Regions from separate parts of the Sus scrofa genome. Here region 2 is linked to region 1. Evidence: chromatin contacts called from public Hi-C data. All regions are on one chromosome and are shown on one strand. The core of a region is the stretch at or near the end of the contact, and the rest is flanking DNA. Distances in the headings are between cores, read along the strand shown. Region 1 holds the start of INPP5K (inositol polyphosphate-5-phosphatase K). Region 2 holds the start of PRPF8 (pre-mRNA-processing-splicing factor 8).

What was found. A called contact is a pair of places that touch in the nucleus more often than the background predicts.
Region 2: a contact with region 1 is called in a Hi-C map of liver, with 3 times the contacts expected there. The contact joins the promoter of PRPF8 here to the promoter of INPP5K in region 1. A contact is called at or near these places in 2 of 47 Hi-C or Micro-C datasets (heart right ventricle and liver).

Annotation. Positions count from the first base shown.
Region 1 is chr12:47,736,647-47,739,605 of Sscrofa11.1, reverse strand. It overlaps INPP5K (inositol polyphosphate-5-phosphatase K), which reads left to right and starts at 1,260. Exons shown (of 12, transcript NM_001190292.1): 1 at 1,260-1,320. The coding sequence starts at 1,274.
Region 2 is chr12:47,894,012-47,896,797 of Sscrofa11.1, reverse strand. It overlaps PRPF8 (pre-mRNA-processing-splicing factor 8), which reads left to right and starts at 1,512. Exons shown (of 43, transcript XM_021067568.1): 1 at 1,512-1,657; 2 at 1,856-1,966; 3 at 2,380-2,548. The coding sequence starts at 1,867.

The DNA.
Region 1 (2,959 bases), core at 11-2,510:
ATGTCCTTCTGTCCATTTTACAATTTAGATATTCTCCAACTCTGGCTGACATCCCCCATTTTACCAAGGAAGGACTAGAAAAGGTACAGGATATCTCCGAAAAGTTGTGCAGGTCTATTTCCGTAAATTAAAACATCCCCTTATTTTATTTATGCAGATATCCCATATCTGAATGTAACTTGACCATTTTCTGCTGGCAATATTTCCTTTTCGCTTTTGTCTTCCCTCTTCACATTCCGCCCCTTTCCCATCCTACCAAGCAAAACATTTATTTAAGAGAGCCCTTACCCTGGCTTTTGGGCCTGGGAATCTCATGAAGCTTGTCTGTAAAAGTGTGCATGTTTCTGGGGAAAGTCACACCAGGTCACACCAGTCACACCAGGCTCTCACCAGGTCTTCAAAGGAATCCCATGCACTGTCCCACCCCTCCGTCTCCCAAATGTTAAGAACCAGTGATTTGAAGGAAATCATAGTTAATCTTTGGCACAGTAAATATTCACGTTTGGTCGTAAAACAGAGGCAGCGACTTAGTTTTCATTCAGTGATGGGTAACTTTCGGAGTTCAGGAGCCCCTAAACGTCCAATGTGTAATAGTTTGCATGAGTCTGAAAAGCTGGAAACACTTGAACATGGGAGTGGAGAATGGAGGCGCTCAGTGATCAAGAGGAGAGATGACCTGTAACGGGGGCGGGGGGGTGGGGGACTGGATTATATAGGCCGACAACGGCTGGGTTGCGCCCCTTCGCCCCTCTGGGCATTGAGAACCTGGACGGAGCGATGAGGACCGAGGCCCCAGACCACGTTCAGTAACAGTGAGCCTGGGCACGCAGGAGAGCTTCGCTTGGGCGTGGCAGCGACTTCCGCCGGAAGACGACTCCTCCCGGCCGGCCTTACGCGAGGCACCCTGGGAGCCGCGGGGGCGGTGTCTGGATCGCCGCCCCGCCCCCGCCGGGCGGGGCAGTGTTGCGTCGGGTTCTGATGACAGGAGGACACGCCCCTTGCGTTCCCGCGTCCCCTTGGCCCCTTTCCCCTCCGCCTTTCACCGTTTCGCGCTCGTTGGAGAGTCCCGCCTCTTCCCCCGGGCCGCGCCACCCAGAGCCTTCCGTGCGCCTAGGCCCCGCCTCTTACGGAAGCCGAGGCGGAGGGTCGGAATCCGGAAGAAAAACAATCGAGCGAGTGAGCTGACCGGCACCTGCTACCCGATCGGGACAGATCAAGCCAGGATCCGCTGAGGCTGGGAGACGCGAACCAGCCGGGGCACCGCGTGGGAACGATGGCTGCCACGAACCCCCAGACCGAACCGAGAAGCAGGACGCTCAGGTGAGGAAGGCGGCTACAGGCAGGCCCGCCTGCTCCGGGCGGAATCACTGCCTCCGACTCAGTTGGGGCTGCGGATCTGGGGCAGAACCAGACTGGGAGAGAAGGGGCCAGACCTACAGGGCTGCTTCTAATTCAGAGGCCTCCCACATTCTCCCAGGTCGGTACGAGAGGGCTATGTTGGGCTTGAACCTCGCGCCCCCTCCAAACTTAGGCTGCTAAGCTCGTTCCCTCTTGGGGGCTCCAAGTAGGTGTTCCAGTTGGCTTCTTGAGGAGGCAGCAGTGTTGAGCTGTTTGAAGTTAAAAACATAACAAAGCATTCACTCCTTAGCTTTGGAGTAGAAATCTTATTCTTTGGATCAGCACATACATCATGGGGTCTGCCTGATCCCGTTGTGACCTCCTGAAATCCGAAATCAGATTTGGATAACATCCTTTAGTGAAGTGATAATAGCCTGGTCCCATGCTTGCTCTTTAACGAGGAACAACGCTAATCACCAGCTCAGAGCCGGTCACGATGCAAGGATTTGCTGCTAATCGTCCTTCGTAAAAGTGGGAACCAAAAATCCCGGCTTTGGCTCTCCATGCACTTAGAGCAGGCCCCTGGAAGAACAAGGAGCCTTGCAGTGAAAGGGCTGCCTTCCTTCCTCCTCCGTTGGACAGCAGGGGGAGATCGTAAACAATCGAAGCACAGAATCTCTGGCCGAGGGCCTGGGAAGGTGGTTTTTGTATTGTTTTGTTGATGTTCGTAGGGAGGGGCAGGAAGTTGCTGTACGCTGGCCAAGAATTTCTTGCAGTTGTGCTTTTTAGAACATGGACCTCGAAGAACAGCGTCTGGTGGGGAAGAGATGTTAGGGACATTCTGTCCTTCTCTCCCACCCCCCACGATGGGTCGACTGCTGTTAGAGATTCGCCTCCTTGTGATGTGCCTAGGAGTCACCTGAGGCTTGGTGGCTCTAATTGGTCTCTGCAGGGTTCGTAGCCCCTGCCTGCCCTGTACTCCACACAGTCTGGAGGCTTCCTGGGAGCGCTGCTTTAACTCTTCAAATGAAGAGATTTGCGAGTCTGTCCTTCCCCGGAGCCTCAGATGGGATCCAGTGTTATTGAGAGCTTCTGATTCGATGTGTTGCTTCCCAAGTGTTTGTATGAACATGGAAAATGTTATCCAGCTGATGACGTTTCCCAAAAGAGGCTAGACTCTTGAGATGTTGAGAAACTTGTTATTTGGAATCTTCTTAGGCTCTCTGAGATGCTTGGCAGAATTGGTTATGCTCCAGGAAGGAGTGGGAAGGAAATGTGGTGTCTTTATCTCTGTTATTTTTGAAATTCCTCTGTCTTGTAGTCCTAAGCCATCTCACAAGGTGAAAATTGAAACCTCCAGAATCTCTCTGGTGGTGGACGGAACCCATGGATTGAAGGGTGGGGAGCTGGAAGTTGACTGACCCATAGATGACTGCTGAGGTGTGAAGGGCTGGTGGAATTAATAAATCTCTGGACTCTCCACCCCATCGCCACCCCTTCCCTCGCCTGACTTTTGGGCCACGCTGGTAGCTCTCCTAGTGTGCTGGCAGCTCTGCACTGGCGTTGCCAGGCACAGGCAGCCATGGGCCTACACAGAGGAGCCAATCCAGGGTGGGAATTT
Region 2 (2,786 bases), core at 263-2,762, 160 kb before region 1:
GAGGCCGTATGGGTTACAATTTTTCGGTATCCCCCACAATAAACTTGGTGTGAGTTCAAACAAATTTATCCATTCAAAGTTGTTATCAAAAAATGGAATTCCCGTCATGGCACAGTGGAAACGAATCTGACTAGGAACCATGAGGTTTCGGGTTCGATCCCTGGCCTTGCTCAGTGGGTTAAGGATCTGGCATTGCGGTGAGCTGTGGTGTAGATCGCAGACGTGGCTTGGATCTGGCATTGCTGTGGCTGTGGCATAGGCTGGCAGCTACAGCTCCGATTTGACCCCTAGCCTGGGAACCTCCATATGCTGCAGGTGCAGCCCTCAAAAGAAAAAAAAAGGCAAAACAAACAAACCAAAGTTGTTATCAAAAAGATAGAGCAAGAGGGATGGGAGGTGAAACCAAGAAAGCAGGAGATGGAGGGCAATTCAGGCAGCAAGATGAGAAAGAGCCTCAGGGAGTCAAGAAGCGTTTATAGTGTATTCATTATATGGTCTATAGCGTAACCATTGCCAGAGAGAGAAAATAGGAATGAAGGTGGGGTACACCTGGCAATGTTGTTCCCCAAAGCATCTTTTATTTCTGTAGGTTCATCAACTAACTCCTCCTTGACATCTTAGGCAGAGTTAAACGCTCTGCCTCGGGAAGTCACACGGAGGGGCACGGGGTTAAGAATTCATCTGTAACAGCTCCAGTGGCTGCAGAGGTCAGGGCTCCATCCTCTGCTCAGCACAAGTCAGCTATGGCATAGGGCGCAGCAGTAGTTCAGATTCAATTCCTGGCCCTGGAACTTCCATATGACGTGGGTATGGCCATAAAATTAAAAAACAAACAAACAAACAGATAACAGGAGGTCCCATAGTGGCTCAGTGGGTAACACATCTGACTAGCATCCATGAGGACTCAGATTCCACCCCTGGCCTCCCTCAGGGTTAAGGATCCGGAGTTGCCGGATCCCGCGCTGCTGTGGCATAGGCCCAGCAGCTACAGCTGCCATTCGACCTCCAGCCGGTGAACCTCCATATATCATACCGTGGGCGTGGCCCTAAAAAGACAAAAAAAAAGAAAAAAAAGAAGAAAAAGCCCTGCCCCCGAATTCCCATCACATCTGATTGTGAGAGCCTGGGTTCTAATTCTACCTCCCAGCTACCTTGTGAGCTTGGCTTCCCCATCCCTTATTCTTAATTCCTAACACAACAGTGGGCACTCAATAAATGATGGTTGAATGAACGAATGCATAAACAAAAGACTGCCTGACTCAGAGCTAGTGCTGAACCTCAAGTCTACATACATGAGACTAGACACAGAATAATGTACAAAATTCGACAAATTTATTCGATCTTCCGAAGCTTTCGTTTCCTGCGGCCCTACAGCAGAAGGCACAGAAACAGCTTCAGAAACGCAGGAGGCGGGGCTTGCGCCTATATGGCGCACACCCCCTCGCGTTCAAATACTTCCGTCCGTGGACCCGCCCCTCTGGCCCGACTTGCATCTCTAATTGGTGAGCTCGGTAATCCTTCTGATCACACCGGTGCCTATTGGATCAACTGCTGAACTTGGGTTGCGCACTTCCTGGCTGTGGGAACGCGGAGCGGACGTAGGCTTGCCGCCATTGCCCTGAGCGGAAAGCGGCTGTCTGTGTGAGGGGCTGTGGGGGTGCGTGGCGGGCTTTAAAGGCCGGGCCGTGGGAGGTGCGGTGGGGGTCCGGCTGAGCGGCCGGAAGGATCCAGCCCGGCTGGGCGCACATTGAGCGAGGCGGGACTGCAGGCCGAGGGTCTTGACGTGTTCCTGCTGCGCCTTCTGTGGGCCTGGGCCCTCTTCCTCGTTAATTTTTTTCTTCTGCCGTTTCCCCAGATTCTCCGGGAATGGCCGGAGTGTTTCCTTACCGAGGGCCGGGCAACCCGGTTCCCGGCCCTCTAGCTCCGCTGCCAGACTACATGTCGGAGGAGAAGCTGCAGGAGAAAGGTGAAGAAAGTGTGCGGGAGCGGCGCCTGGGGGCGGGTGTGCGCGTGCGCGCGTGGTGGTTTGACCCCTTCCAGGTTTTGGCAAGTGTGTCAAAACATTAGGTCTTAGTGCACTTATTAGCCCTTATTTTTTTTTTTCATCTATTCAAGTCTTTAAAACTATCGGTTAAAAAAAAAAGTGTCTACTGTTTGCAGGCACTGATCCAAACAAGGGGGATACAATAGCTTTTCAGGCAAAACCCCTGCCGTTAAAGGGTTTAAGCAGAGCGAGTTGTCAAGAGAGCTGGCAGGGAGTGCTCCTGCTAGGTGCCCACCCTTTTGTCATGCATCCTGGTGGGCGCTTAGCCTAGGGCAAGAAGTAGGGGGTGATTAGGCTAAGGGTGTGCAGTCCTTAAAACTGAGGTGTTTTTGTAGCTCGAAAATGGCAGCAGTTGCAGGCCAAGCGCTATGCCGAAAAGCGGAAGTTTGGATTTGTGGATGCTCAGAAGGAAGACATGCCTCCAGAACATGTTAGGAAGATCATTCGAGACCATGGGGACATGACCAACAGGAAGTTTCGCCATGACAAAAGGGTCTACCTGGGGTAAGGAACATCCTGAAGTTATTTCATTTGGACTCTGCCCTGTCCCGTAAATCGCAGTCCTGGATAGCTGCTCTATCGTTTTGGGTCCTTAATCTTCAGCGACAGCCCATCTTGATCAAAGAAGGGAGAAAACCACTAGGATTCTGTTAGAATTACGAGATCTTCTAGTGATGCTCCTTTTTTGTTTTTTTTCTTTTCTTTTTTTTTTGGTCTTTTTGCCATTTCTTGGGCCGCTTTT